Linked DNA regions of Mus musculus: region 2 is linked to region 1. Evidence: chromatin contacts called from public promoter capture Hi-C data. All regions are on one chromosome and are shown on one strand. The core of a region is the stretch at or near the end of the contact, and the rest is flanking DNA. Distances in the headings are between cores, read along the strand shown.

The links. Capture Hi-C pulls out chosen DNA fragments and counts their contacts.
Region 2: a promoter capture Hi-C map of adipose tissue shows a contact between it and region 1. The contact joins two enhancer-like sites. A contact is called at or near these places in 8 of 484 Hi-C or Micro-C datasets (the AML12 cell line, the C10 cell line, bone marrow-derived dendritic cells and 4 more), 2 of 115 datasets of contacts at active chromatin or transcription factors (double positive thymocytes and embryonic fibroblasts) and 1 of 9 other capture datasets (adipose tissue).

What each region holds. Positions count from the first base shown.
Region 1 is chr7:66,328,137-66,335,358 of GRCm38.p6, reverse strand. Lrrk1 (leucine-rich repeat kinase 1) reads left to right here. Exons shown (of 34, transcript NM_146191.3): 4 at 2,073-2,244; 5 at 2,901-3,080; 6 at 4,542-4,690. Among named protein-coding and RNA genes, the nearest start is that of Mir7057, 50 kb to the left of the region's middle. Within about 2 kb of position 3,363, at least 8 of the 459 cell types and tissues checked have an H3K27ac peak or open chromatin away from gene starts, as enhancers often do. A contact at or near this core is called in adipose tissue, where this site is marked.
Region 2 is chr7:66,402,023-66,409,244 of GRCm38.p6, reverse strand. It overlaps Aldh1a3 (aldehyde dehydrogenase family 1, subfamily A3), which reads left to right. Exons shown (of 13, transcript NM_053080.3): 7 at 1-79; 8 at 1,342-1,444; 9 at 3,087-3,271; 10 at 7,110-7,222. Among named protein-coding and RNA genes, the nearest start is that of Lrrk1, 17 kb to the right of the region's middle. Within about 2 kb of position 3,129, at least 17 of the 459 cell types and tissues checked have an H3K27ac peak or open chromatin away from gene starts, as enhancers often do. A contact at or near this core is called in adipose tissue, where this site is marked.

The sequences.
Region 1 (7,222 bases), core at 2,114-4,613:
CCGGCAGGTCTTGGGTGAAATGAAGAGAATGTGGATCGGCGCTGCAGACCACAGTTCAGATCCGGGGTAGCTCTGTCGATTGTGTAGCTCCTAACTGAGGGTCACAGGTTCAGATCCCTGGCATGGAAATAGAGTCCTTTCATGGCCATACTGAGGATACTGTATGACTGTGCAAACAAAGTACTCTGTGCAGCGACACACGGACAGAGCTTGGAGAACATCCATTGCTCTCCCCAGAGTCTCACTCAGAGGTCCCTTCCTGCCCATCTTGCTCTGACATACTTCCTGGAGATGTCTGCTTTCTGAATTATTCTGTTGGTTGTTTTGTGTGTGTGTGCGCACACACACACACTGTGAGCTTACCTATAATTTCAGGAAGGCCTGACTGACTCACTCCTGCCTGGTTTTCCACTTGCCTCCTTCCACATGCTCTCGCTCGAGATCGTGGGGGCAGCCTCGTTATAGGAAGGACTAAGATCTCAGCTGTGTATTCCCACACACATCATGATCCTTGGGTGGACACAGGTCTGTGAGTTGCTAGACTGCCTACCTGTCACCGACTTCTAAATGCCAGAGTATCTGGAATGAAGTTGGAACTCAGGCAGAGACCAGTGTCCGTCCCATCGTTCTCTTCCTCAGAACTCAAATCAAGAACCCTGCCAATGCTTCTTTGTCCCTGGATTCCAGTGTGTGGAACCCCATCATCAGTCACATACATTTATCAATACCCTGCAGGGCCATGTTTTAGGGTTTCTATTGCTGTGATGAAATGCTATGACCGTAGAAACTCTTAGAAAGGAAAGCATTTAACTGGGGCTTGCTGACAGTTTCAGAACTTTAGTCCATTTTCATCTTGGTGGGGAACATGGTGGCATACAGGCAGACAGGATGCTGGAGTAGTTGAGAGTTCTAATCCAAATCCCTAGGCAGCAGGAAGAGAATGAGATGCTGGAACTAATTTGGGCTTCTAAAACCTCAAAGCCTACCCCCAAAGACAAACTTCTTCCAACAAGGCCACACCTACTCCAGCAAGGCCACCCCTACTCCAGCAAGGCCACGCCCACTCCAGCAACGCCACACCTACTCCAGCAAGGTCACACCTACTCCAGCAAGGCCACACCTACTCCAGCAAGGCCACACCTTCTCCAGCAAGGCCACACCTACTCCAGCAAGGCCACACCTACTCCAGCAAGGCCACACCTTCTCCAGAAAGGCCACACCTTCTCCAGAAAGACCACACCTACTCCAGCAAGGCCACACCTTCTCCAGCAAGGCCACACCACCCAATGCTTGTCAGGTAGTGACACTTCCCAAGTGTTCACATTTATGAGCCTCATTCAAACCACCACAGGTGATTCTCCGGGAACTTGGTAGGTCCCCCTCTCTAAAGTTCATGACTGTCATATGGCAGGTGAGCCCTGGCTCCGGCTCATACAGCCTCCATCTTCATGAAGCAGGTGGTTGAGAACAGTGCCGTACTGTAAAAGGACAATTTACATAGATAAAGACAGGCTTTCTATTTTTAATTTTTTTCTCTTGACAATTTTATACATATATTATATGCTGTGGCCTTTTTGTCCACCCCACCTCTCCCGGTGAACCTCTTCGCCTTCCCTACAAGCCTTTCATGTCTTACTTATTACCCACTGGGTTTAATCTCTTGCCCGAGCATGGCTGTGGGTTTTTGTGCTATGTGGGCTCCTTACCAGTGGCTGTAACAAAGTAGAAAGACGGCCTCTCCCCCACCCATCATGAAATGCGGATGGACCTCATCTTATATAGGTGATATGCAGGGAACCAAAGCTGCTGTCGGCTCGTGAGGTCATGGTGATGTCATGATCAGAAGTGTGTTACAGCACTCCTTCTTGTCCTCTGGCTCTTACCGTCTTCTGCATGTCTTCCATTGTATCCCAGAGTCTTGAAGAAGGTGATAGAGATGTTCCATTTAGGGCTGAGTGTGGCACAGCAGTACAGGCTGATGATGTCATCTGTGCTGCAGTCTGGTCAGAGACTCGGGGAAACATTTGACGTTACAGAGCTGGCCTCACTGAATCCTGTCCCGCTTTGGCCAGGGCCAGCTGCTGAGCATCGCGGCAGCCCACGGGGATCTGGAGACTGTTCAGTTCCTGCTCACTGAGAAGCGCGTGGAGCTGCCGACGGAGCCCACCGATGACAACCCAGCTGTGGTGGCAGCGCATTTTGGACACGCCGAAGTAGTACGTGAACTACTAGAGTCCTTGCCAGGTAAAGTCTGTGTGTGTCAGCTCTGAGACCACTCTCCCTCTAGCTTTGCCTTTTGGTGTGTACAATTGGAACGTCACACATCCTAAGGTAATCTTTTCAGATGGGTTTCTCTCACCTAGCAATATGCATCGAAAGTTTCTCTGTGTCTTTTCATCACTCCGTAACTTATTCTTTTTATGGCTAACTAATACTCCACTGAATGGATATACCATGGTATGCTGGTCATTTGCTTCTGGTGAGTTCAAGGTGTTCTAGCCTCTTATAACTTCCTTGTAGTATTAGCTCAGCAATAGGGGACAGGGGTCAAGAGCTTCACTGTGACTCCAGGTTGAAACACTCTGGGAATGAAATTTAGAAGAAGAAGAAGAAGCCACACATGGCTTAATATTCTATAATTGATACCTTGAATTTCTTTTATAATTTTAAAACCAAAGGCCCTTTTGTTTCTGTACTGGGTCACATCATGTAGTGGCCCTGTGTGGGTGTGTCTGTGTGCACTGAGATGACGCCAGAGAACACGAGTTACTTGGCAGAAGCAGAGCTTTCATTCAGACCTAGAACAGCTGCACTTTATTCATGGCCCACGGGAAGATGAGCGTGAGGAGCAACCAGCAGGATTCAGAGGCACTTTCCCTCTGTCCTCTCACCCGGTCCAGGTCCCTGTACCCCCCAGCGGCTACTGAACTGGATGCTGGCCCTGGCTTGCCAGCGAGGGCACCTGGAGGTTGTGAAGCTGCTGGTCCTGACACATGGGGCTGACCCGGAGAACTATGCCGTCAGGAAGAATGAGTTCCCCGTCATTGTGCGGTTGCCCCTCTATGCGGCCATCAAGGCAGGTGGGTCCCACACAGTCAGCCTTGCCCTGCGAAGGGTCCCACTTTCCAGTGTGGGACTCTGGCTTCACCCTTACCGCTAATTCTCCAGTGGCCTGCAAAAGGACCTCCTGCAACTTCTTCCTTTCTCCTGTGTGTGTGTGGGGGGGGGTGCAGATGTGTGCAGATGTGTGTTTATGTGTGGAGGGCCAGAAGTCAACCTCAGCTGCTGTTCCTTAGGACAGAGAGATGGCATATCTTGATTTTGCCTGGAGAGTTCCTATTCACATCAGTTGGCTGGCGTTCCACGTCCATGGATCCCTCCCTCTTCCTCTCCCTGTTTCTGAGATTACAATCGGATTCCATCATGCTCAGTATCTTTCTAAAAATAACTTATTTTTTGTATTCCACAGTTATTTTTGTAAAGATCTATCTTTAATTTCTAGAGATATTGTTCAATGTTTAAGAGCATTTGCTGTTCTTTTTTGTTAATTAGATATTTTCTTTATTTACATTTCAAATGTTATCCCCTTTCCTGGTTTCCCCTCTGAAAACCCCTTATTCCCCTCTCCCCTCCCCCTGCTCACCAACCCACCCACTTCTGCTTCCTGGCCCTGGCATTCCCCTACACTGGGGCATAGAGCCTTCACAGGACCAAGGGTCTCTCTTCCCATTGATGACCGACTAGGCCATCCTCTGCTACATATGCAACTGGAGCCATGAGACCCTCCATGTGTACTCTTTGGTTGGTGGCTTAGTTCCAGGGAGCTCTGGGGATTGAGGGGTACTGGTTAGTTCATATTTTTGTTCCTCCTCCTATGGGGCTGCAAACCCCTTCAGCTCCTTGGGTCCTTTCTCTAGCTCCTTCACAGGGGACCCTGTGCTCGGTCCAATGGTTGGCTGAGAGCATCCACCTCTGTATTTATCGGGCACTGGTAGAGCCTCTGAGGAGACAGCTATATGCTTGCTGACAGAAGCCTGATATAAAATAACTTGTTTTTATTTTATGAGCTTTGGTTGCTGTTTTTCCGACATGTTTGTCTGTGTGAGGGCGTCGGGTCCCCTGGAACTGGGGTTACAGATAGTTGTAAGTTCCATGTGGGTGCTGGGAATTAAACCCAGGTCCCGTGAAAGAGGAGCCAGTGCTCCTAACCACTGGATCTTTGTGTGTGTGAATTCTGAGGCTGGAACATGGCTGCACAACTGAGCAGGCACTTCACTAATGTGGCCATATCCCTGGCCCTATCCTTAGTGTCTTTATCAAAATAGCTGCTCCTCCCAACTGCCCCCCACCCACTGGGTGGCAGGGACCTCTTGTGCAGCACTCAAAGATCAAAGTTCCATAAACCCTCTCTGCCAGGAATTGGGTTCATCAGGGAAGTAACCTAGGGCCTGCTCTCTAAGCACGAACACCGCCCACCCCCGAGTGGAAATGGCCACTGGGACATCTGGATGCCCTGAGCTCTGTGTGGTTTGTCCCATCAGGGAATGAAGACATTGCCATATTCCTGCTTCGGCACGGAGCCTATTTCTGCTCCTACATCCTGCTGGATAGTCCTGAGCCAAGCAAACATCTGCTCAGGAAGTATTTCATCGAAGCCAGCGCCCTGCCCAGCAGCTATCCCGGGAAAATCGTGAGTTGGGGAAGGGTCTGAGACACAGCTTTGGATGGGGCTTTCTCCAGGCTTTGACACATTTACAAAACCAGTCAAGTAGGTCATATATGTGTTTTAAATTTTCTCTTAAACTGAGTAACACTTTACGCTATGCAGGTAGGGTGTATTTTTAAGAGGTAAAAATTCTGGAGCAGGGGGTGGGCGGGGATGGGGGTGGGTGGGAAGGCTTGGTGTAATGAAATGTATGAGCCTGCTCTTCTTGAGGTAAGTAATCTACCAAGCTAGGAAATATCCCTTCATACATTTCCTCAAGGAACGCTGTAAGAGCACTATGAACGAAGACAGGGAGCTGGACATGATGGCGCAGGCCTGTGTTCCCAGCAACTGGGGTGCAGAGGAGTGGCAGATCAGGGGTGCAGTGTCATCCTTAACTCACCTAGAGCCCAGAGCCAGCCTGAGATGCATGGGGCCCCATCTAAAAACAAGAAGACAAACAAAAAATTATACTATTTACACTGGCTTTGTAAAATACCTGCCAACATTGCCATAAGTTGCTTTTCCAAATATGCCCTTTGGGGCAAGGTCGTCTCAGCTCTTCTCTTGTGGATATGCACTTGGTTTTGAAGGGATCCTGGGATTTGCCTCTTGTTGTGTAGCTTTATTTACTAGAATGTGGCTGCTTCTCTTAATCTGCAGTCTGAGGTCCTGAAGCAGGCTGCTCTGGAGTCACTGCAGCAGCAGCAGCAGCAGCAACTCTGAGCCTCTCTGGCCCACACCTGGCCCAGTACTAGACATCCCCTCCAGAACCTTCTCATTTTCTCCAGCCGGTCTGGGGAGCACGGTTATCAAGTGTTTTCATTTCCATGTTTTATTAATAGGACTATTAAATTTTCTCACATGTTCATAAAGTATTTACATCCCTGCAATACGAGCCACCTGCTGACATTTGTTGGCTGTTTCTCTGAAGCGTTAGCTTTTCATTTTCACGTTGGAAATCTCTTGCACGTTAGAGGTGTGGAACCTTGGTGGGTCCTGTGTATCTCGAGTCTCTCCCCCAACCAATCATTTTCTCTTTGCCTGTGCTTCTTGTGCTGACACGGATATGAGAACATGCTGTCACAGAAGTCCACCTCCTTTATTGGCCCTATGGGGTCTGGGGTGTATAAAGGGGGGATTTCCAGTCAGGTTTTATATAAAAACTCTGATGGTGACTCTCACAGGATTTTTGTCCATTTAGTTTTTACACTTTAAGCTGTGTCTTTTCTGCTGCACATGTCTGTGTCTTATGTGAGGGGAGGGTCTGGCTTTCATAGTTCTCAGTGGATAACCAGTTACTCCAGCATAATTTCCACGGGAAACTAGTTGGTTGCAGTGGTGAGCTTGTCTATGATCCCCACTTGGATGAAAACATCTTCAGCTTGGGACTGTTTGAGTTACATAGCAAGACTCTGGCCCATATATAAACTAAACTAATAAAAATGGCGCTCCTCTCTCCTCTGGGCTGAAAGTCACCATTGGCATTTTCATATAGATATTGGTGTGTGTTTGGAGTTTCTGAATACTGAGTGGTATGCAAGGACCAACACTGACAAAGCCTTGCCGTTTGATTACAGGTGCCTTGGGTAATCCTTACAACCCAGGAACACAGTCTTTCTGATCCTTTGCCTTTTCCAAAGTCATACATATTCTACTCTATGGGATCCTCAGAGACACCCCATTTTGTCATATCATATAAATACTTTAGTCCTGTTCACATGTCCGTCCTACCGGAAGAGCCTGTCTCCTCCTTGGGTGGAGACCCTGACCTCTCCCCTTTGCATAAGTTTTGGATCGGTTTCCTGAGTTTCACTTGCAGGTCTCAGGTCGTCCCATATTTGTGCCTTTGTGTACATTTTTGAGGTTTCTCCCAAAGGTCTTGGATTGCTCTTGTTGATTTGTGATCTTTTTACTGCTTTGGCACTGTTGGAATGGACTGTACACTTGTGTGGGTCCCATCTCCTTTTCTAGCCCGAAGACCCTGGATGGGGAAAATGTTTTCCTTTTCTGTCTTTGGATGGTCCCCTCACCAGCTTCCCTTATTAATTCCCAGTTCCTTCAGACTGAGTTCATCAGCAGGTTCAAAAGAAGCGTGTGTCTATGTGACCTGTTTAGTCTGTGTCTGCACACCACTAGGATTGTTGAGAGCTGGACAATCATAATGCAGGCAGGCACCTCCCGGGCGTCCCTGGCTTTAAGGCTTTGGTGTCAGGGGTTTATAAGCCCTGGCTTTGGATTTCTTGACAGTAGACCCTTGCTGTATTTAGGTAGATTTTTTGCTTAGTGTTGCATTAAAAATGTTGCTGAATTAGGTCAAATCACATGTGAAGCTATAGCTTTTCTATATTAATTCATTGATGACATAAATGATGATGGTAATTGCTGAGCCAACCTTGAATTCTTGCAGTGAATAATAATCGGTTTGTTTCTGCGGCTGGATTTGAACTACGGACATTCTTTTTATTTATTTATATTTGTAGACGAGTTGTTCTACAATTTTCAGTTCCTGTTGTT
Region 2 (7,222 bases), core at 1,880-4,379, 74 kb before region 1:
AGGCTTTGGGCCCACTGTGGGAGCAGCAATTTCCTCCCATCCGCAGATCAACAAGATAGCCTTCACCGGCTCCACAGAGGTACGCCCTCTCTGTGAGCTGCTGCCAGAGACAACAACTGCTCCATTATTTGAGACCCACCGACGTTTCCTTGAGAAGCTCAAATACTATTTGCTTCTCTTTTTCTAAACCTATTCGTAAACTATTAGAAAAATTTTCCAGTTCCCAAACTAAATAAATAGCTAATAGAGTTTGGAAGCCTTACGAAAAAAAAATAGCTGAGAGATAAGATAAAATAAAAATGTAAAGCATCCATATAATAAACAACATCATTAAAACCAAGCGATGATAAATAAGCTGGGAGAAAACCAGTTGTACAGCATGTAGCTCTCCAAATGTTTATATATCCTTCATATGTGAAGAGTACCAACAAATCAATTAAAAAAAAAAGAAGAAGACAAGCAAAATGCTACCTACCCCAGTCCTGCCAATCCTTTTGGCAACCAGAGTGAGCATCCTTAGAGAGTCCAATAAGAATTAGACTCTGGGGCTGGTGAGATGGCTCAGTGGGTAAGAGCACCCGACTGCTCTTCCAAAGGTCCAGAGTTCAAATCCCAGCAACCACATGGTGGCTCACAACCATCCGTGACAGGATCTGACTCCCTCTTCTGGTGTGTCTGAAGACAGCTACAGTGTACTAACATATAATAATAAAATAAATCTTTAAAAAAAAAAATTAGACTCTGGCCTACAACCATCATTCCCTTGCATGGTATTAAACAGGTCCAGGCAATGTGGACACAGTTCTCCAGCTTAAAGTCTCAGGGTCTGACTTGGTCTCCCAGGTCTTTCCCAGTTCTGAGGCTCTGGTGCCTTGTTAAACTTGTTGACAGGATGAGTCAGGAGGCACACTAGGCCAGCCCTGCATCCAACTGAGTGCTCAGGTCCCAGAGAGACCCTGTCAGGGTATGTGGGAGGGTGGTCCTGTGGCATTCCCTCAGCTACCGATTCTCACTCCTCCTCCCAAGGTGGGCTCGGTCTTTAAAGGGTTCTAGAGAACATGTCACATGTCATCTTTGGTGTTTCCCTGGCTTGACAGACCTCTCAAACCAGCACCACCTCCATATTGGGCTGGCAGAGTCTCCGCTGTGACTAGTAGGAGTGCCAGGTCACCCAGCATGGTGCCCCGCTGCAGTGGTCAGCCTGGTGAGCCAAGGCTGGGTGACAGTATGATGCATCATGCCTGGGGTGCATCACTGAGGCAGGTGACCAGGGTGCCCAAAGCGTGCCTGCACACGCTCACCACATCTAAGAGTTGACAGAGCCTAATTGTTGCCCTGAAGGTTGGAAAGCTGGTCAGAGAAGCCGCCTCCCGGAGCAACCTGAAGAGGGTCACACTGGAGCTAGGAGGCAAGAACCCGTGCATCGTGTGTGCAGATGCTGACTGTGAGTCACTGGGGCTATGGGTCTCTCCTCGCCTCCTGGTGTGCATTCAGGACCCATACACACACACAATGGGATGCTTTCCTCATGAGGCCTGCCATTGTCCCCTACAGGCCCAAGCCTGTAGAGGGCAGAACATTGCTGAGCTGTGCAAGTATGTGGCTTACGGGTAGTGCAGGGTCTGCACCTGAAGGCTAAGTTCACCTTCCTGCCCCTAAGGAGATAGAGGAGGCTGTGGGGAGTCTGTACACAGGGTCTAGTCTCTCCTACAGGGCCCCTTCTGGGCTAGGGAAGGAGGAGGCAGGCTCTCCACTCTGGGCGTCCAGTTTTCTATCTTTAAGCCACTGAGGCTACAGTCTTCTTGGGCTCTTGAAAGAGTTGACACAGCAGCTGGCACACCAGAGGACAGCCTTGCTGACCCTTCAAAACATAAAAAACCATGCTCTGGGTGTCACTCCTGTGTGGCTCTTCTCTGGCACACAGCTGGGCACAACTTGTGCCTTGCCAGAGCTGGGTGACGCAGTATTAAAGTGTGTGTATGTTATTGTTGGCGCTTGTGTCCAGAAGAGGGCAGGAAGGACCACGGTGAGCATTCATCTTCTGATCACTGGGTCACTTATGGAAGACCTGAGAGCACCCATGCCATAGAGAACAGCCTCCCCCACTGTCCCCTCGTGCCAGAAATCCCTGCTGCAGAGATCAAAGGCTTCCATTCCGCGCCCAGATAAGGCTGGAATGGCAAATAGCCCTGAGAAATGATAACACAATGTGAAGGACCGGTTTCTTTCCCTAAAACTGACTTTCAGTGGGAGAGGAGAGTGAGGAAGAACTCGCTCTTCTTCCCAGAGAGGCTGCGGAGAGGATCTGCCCATCTCTGGTCTGAGCAATGCTGCTCCCAGAGTCACTGGAACAGTTTTGTATTTAGCCCTCCTGTGACTCACACTTAGGGTCCCAATCTCCCTTCCCAAAGAGCCAGTCCTGTTTTGTGTTGCCCCACCTGCTGTCCCTATACCGACGAGGGGAACCCTAAGTAGGGGCTGGTTCCCCAAGGGTCATGAAAACAGAGCCTGCTCCCCTTTTTCCTTGGGCCTCCTCCTCCAGGGAGTGCCATTCTCCCAAATTAAATCCTGACATAATGTTCAGGGTGACATGCAATACTTTGTCACTTCACTCATCCTTCCTGGTTCCCACCAGGGACCAGAAAATTAACTGATGTCTTCAGGAGGGGCCACGCTAACCTGGCCCCTGGCCCAGATGCAGGGGTGGGGTGCAGGGAGGTCTGAGATCCTTGTGAGACTGTCCTGGTCCAACCCTGCTGAGATACAGTCAGTCCCTCTAGGGACAGGAAAGCTGGGGTGGGGAGTTCTATGGACAGTTAAACTGGAAAGTGCTCCCACTGGACACTCATTAGCACATTAAAGGCACCAAGAGAGCCTGAGTCTCCAGACTTACTTAACTCTGACTTGGTGAATCTAAAAATCCTTCTCCCCGTCCTCTCCTTTGGGAAGCGCCAAGAAAGAAAAATTAGTTTCTGAAATGCAGTCATCTGGGCCCTGTTTTCTTGTGGGGGTAATTAGAGTTGCAGCTGTCAGGCCTGTTGTAACAACTTAATCGCTTCCTCTTGCCTCCCCCGACCCACCCCCAGTGGACTTGGCCGTCGAGTGTGCTCACCAGGGAGTGTTCTTCAACCAAGGCCAGTGCTGTACAGCGGCCTCCAGGGTGTTCGTGGAAGAGCAGGTCTACGGGGAGTTTGTGAGGAGGAGTGTGGAGTTCGCCAAGAAGAGGCCAGTTGGAGACCCCTTCGATGCCAAAACGGAGCAGGGGCCTCAGGTAACCCACCAACAGACATGTCCCCATGTGTGGTGCTCCTGCAGGGACTGAGCTAGGCAGAAGCATGGTCACAGACAGGATTCCCCCTCCAAGGAAAAGAACTGGCTTGTGCTGTCCACTCAAAGCTTTTCTTTAGAAGCTGATAGAAAAAAACTGTTTCTGTGAGGAAATGGAGCGGTATCCTCGGGGAATCAGGGAGGAGCCAGTGCATCCGGGGCACGAGGCTATCTGCCGTAGCCATATCGGGAAGCCTTCACAGCCTTCTTGATATGGTGGCCTTCAAAGCGGGGGAGGGGGGATAGAGAGAGTTCCCTGAACCCTGCCGAAGAGGGAGACAGTCAGGGCAATGACTGACAAGCTTGACTCAAGGGCCTGCAAGGCCACATGCACTATAGCGTGAAGTAACCCTCGGTAACCGGAGGGTGAAGAGACTCTAGGGATTGGGCTGTATCCTGGGTAGTGGGAACAGGTTTCTGCAAGCCTGGTTTGGGAATGGGAATAGCTCCAACCAGGAAGTTTGTAAAGCGCACGCACGTCTCCACTGCAGTAGAGAATGGTGGCAACTCTGTTTTTGTCAGACTCCTGCTTAGCCCTCAGGTTTCCAGTCATATCCACGACTTACTCCCTGCTGTCTATCCTAGAGGCACACTGGATTGGCACCAAATGTTTACACAGGATACTTCTGAGCCCAAAGGAGGTTCTGTGTTGTTTGTTCCAGCCCTTAGTTTTCTCATCTGGGAAATGGGAGTAAATGGAGGGTATAGCATCACCAGGAAGAACTCAGCAAAGGCAGATATGCCCCGACTGGCAACTCTCTGACCTAGAAGATGCACATCCCCACGTGATTTCAGGGCATCCTTATCAGTTTTGCTTAGCTATTCTGTGTGGATGCTGGCTGGACAAGAAATGGAGGAGGATTTTCTGTCCAAGGTGACACCAACCTTGACTGCAGCCCATGTGCTCTGTGGCACTGGTGTCACATGTCCCTGGTGGGGAAGCTGTGTGCATTCCTCATGCCCAGCCTCAACCACAAACTCTACAGTCCTGTCACAGGGTAGCCCATGGTGTCTGTGCACACATGACCACAAACCAGTACTGAATCCACAAATTGTAGCATTGAGCTGAAATAGATGGGAAACGTTTTCTCCTGACGGTTCTGTCCTTTTCTTCCCAAATCTCTGGTGTGACATTTCCGTGGAGTGGGTCGGGGAGGGGCTGTTTGTCCATCCCACCTGGGCTCTCTGTGCACAGTCCCTGTGGAACTCACTTACACTGTCTAACCGGACACTAGTTAGGATCCTGTAAGTGTTCTTTCCCCTCCCCCTCTCCACAGACCTGTAAGGTTTTACTCTGCAAGGCTGTCCAGCTGCCTAAACACTCCTGTGTGTCTCAGGCCTGTGGAAGAGCTTGCTGACCTAGATCAGGGGCTGGGGGCTGGAGACCGCTTGCTGGAACATTCCATCATCTTTTGGGTTAACTTGGCAGCCGAGCAAGGAAGCCACCTGGCCTGCTCGGGATCCGGAGGCGTCCTCTGCAGAGGTCCTGTGGGGGCCATCTTTTCTCACTTCTGGTGCTGTGCCCTGCCCTGTCATTTCCCTTCCTGCCAGATCTTCCTTCCTGTACTGTAGGCACCAGCTGACATTTCACGGATGGCTATTAGATTTAAACAACGTGTTTATGAGGGCTCATCGGGGGGAGTGGAGCATGGGTGTGTAGGGGTTCTGACAGGGACCCATGCTGCCTGCAGAACAGATGGGGTCTGCCGGTAGAACTTAGTTCCAGCCAGCCAAGACCTGAGGCCTGATGAAGTTCCGCCAATGAGCTATGTTGGCCCCCTAGGAGGAGAGAAGGGTTTGGTTACATAAGTACTCCCCCTCCCACATTTAAAAAATGTTTTTAAGTGACATTTATTTATTTACTTTGTATGTGTATACATTTGTGTATGGGAGGAGGGATGCACATGCCACAGCAAGGATATGGAGGCCAGAAGCCGCCTACTTCTCCTGTGTGGATCTTTGCTGGGCCCAGGATTCAGCTCCAGTTGTCAGTCTTGACAACTAGCACCGTTATTCACTAAGTGTCTCGCCAGCCCATCTGGGACTTTTGAACCAAGATGTGGTTCACCCAGAGAAAGACAGAGAAGGCTGGGAACTGGACGTGTTTGGGTTTCTTTCATTACATTTTGTGGGCATGCAAGCATATCGCTCTAGACCCTAACCATGTACAAAGGACTACAGTGAAGGGGTTCACTATCTCCACTCCCACCCATTCTCACCTCTCCCCACATCGGGGCTCCCGTATGGCCTTTATTCCTGGAGTTCCCCTCCAGGATTTCCTTGCAAATGTGATTATGTGCTTGGATTTCCTCCCCATCTCTGTGTGCAAGAGATCATGTTGGCTTCACTATTTGATTCTTTATTGTTTCTTAGGAAGAATCTCAAAGAACTTTCTGGACCTGAAATGGGTTTATTTACTTTTTTTGCACCTTTACTGTCTGTGGGTATTTGTGTTTGCATGCATGTATGTTTGTTCATGTGTGTGTGCAGCCATGTGCACATATGTGTGCACATATATTGTATGTTTGTATGGAGGCCGGGGTCAAGGTCAGGTTATTTCTCTGTTGATATCCACCCTATTCTTTTAGACAGAATCTGTCACTGAACCTGAAGTGCGCTGAGTAGGTAAGACTAGCTGACCAGCAAGCCTCGGGGAGCATTTGTCTCCACTTTCCCAGTGCTGGGATTATAGGTGTGGGTCACTATGTCCAGTTCTTCTACCCCCGCCCCCATGGATGTCAGAGAGCCCAAGTCCTCACGTTTTACTCACTGAGCCATTTCTCTATCCCTGGGTTTTGTTTTTTCCCATTTAATGTTTCTGGAATGAAACCAAGCCTCCTATCTGGATGTCTCAGTAACCTTTGTCGCTTAAATTCTGTCTCTCTCAGCCTGGGACAGAAGGAGCGGTCTGTCAACCCAGTCACAGTAGGAACATATGTATTTGAGGAAGAAGACAGGAAGATCATCTTCCCTGTTGAGCCATCCCCAGAAGGGGTGACCTTTTGATATCTGGATAAATACTGTGTCCCCCAACTGGGTGTTAATCTGTGGCGTGTGGCCTAGGGCACCTTCTAGCCAAGGAGAGAGCAGAAGGTGGAACTTTGCTGATCAGTTCATTCCCCTCCAGCCAAGAAGCAGTACCCAGACCCTACTGTGAGGCCCAGTCCACCGTTCCCGGGAGTTCTGAGTCCTTGCTCCCTCCTCTGCACCATGATAGGATAATTCCAATGCGAACCTACCCTAATCTGCGGAGCGCAGTAAGCAGGGCAGAGTTATCAGGCAAATACACCACCACTAGACAAATTTCGGACAAACTGAAGACACCTTAAATTGAGTATATCCGGAATAGCTGTTTGGCATATCCTTATACGAAAAGCCACCGTGTGCTGTGTTTCTGATCGTTACATTGAGCTGGGCATCCCGTGTTTACTTGTTAAATCCAGTAATGGAAGCAGAGTGCTGAGACTTGAGAGAACGCAAGCATCCCGAGTCTGCTTCACCCTAACCCTTACCTCACAGCATGAGGAGGGGAACCAGACTTGAGTAAGGCCTCAGGATGGAGGGGAGGATGGACGGCCTCCCTGTGGCCCTGGTGTTCCAAAGGGTGTGTTTGTGCAGGAGAGGACTCTCCACCCACAAGGCTCTCTGCTGTCTGATCTAGGACTTGGACAAGGACACCGAACAGAGAAGGACCTGCTGACAGTGCTGAGGGCCATTGAAAACACAAGACCACAGTCCCCTCCTGGAAGAAAGTAGTTATAATTCCCTTCTGTGTCTTGCAGATCGACCAAAAGCAGTTTGACAAAATCCTCGAGCTGATTGAGAGTGGGAAGAAGGAAGGGGCCAAGCTAGAATGTGGGGGGTCAGCCATGGAGGACAGAGGGCTGTTCATCAA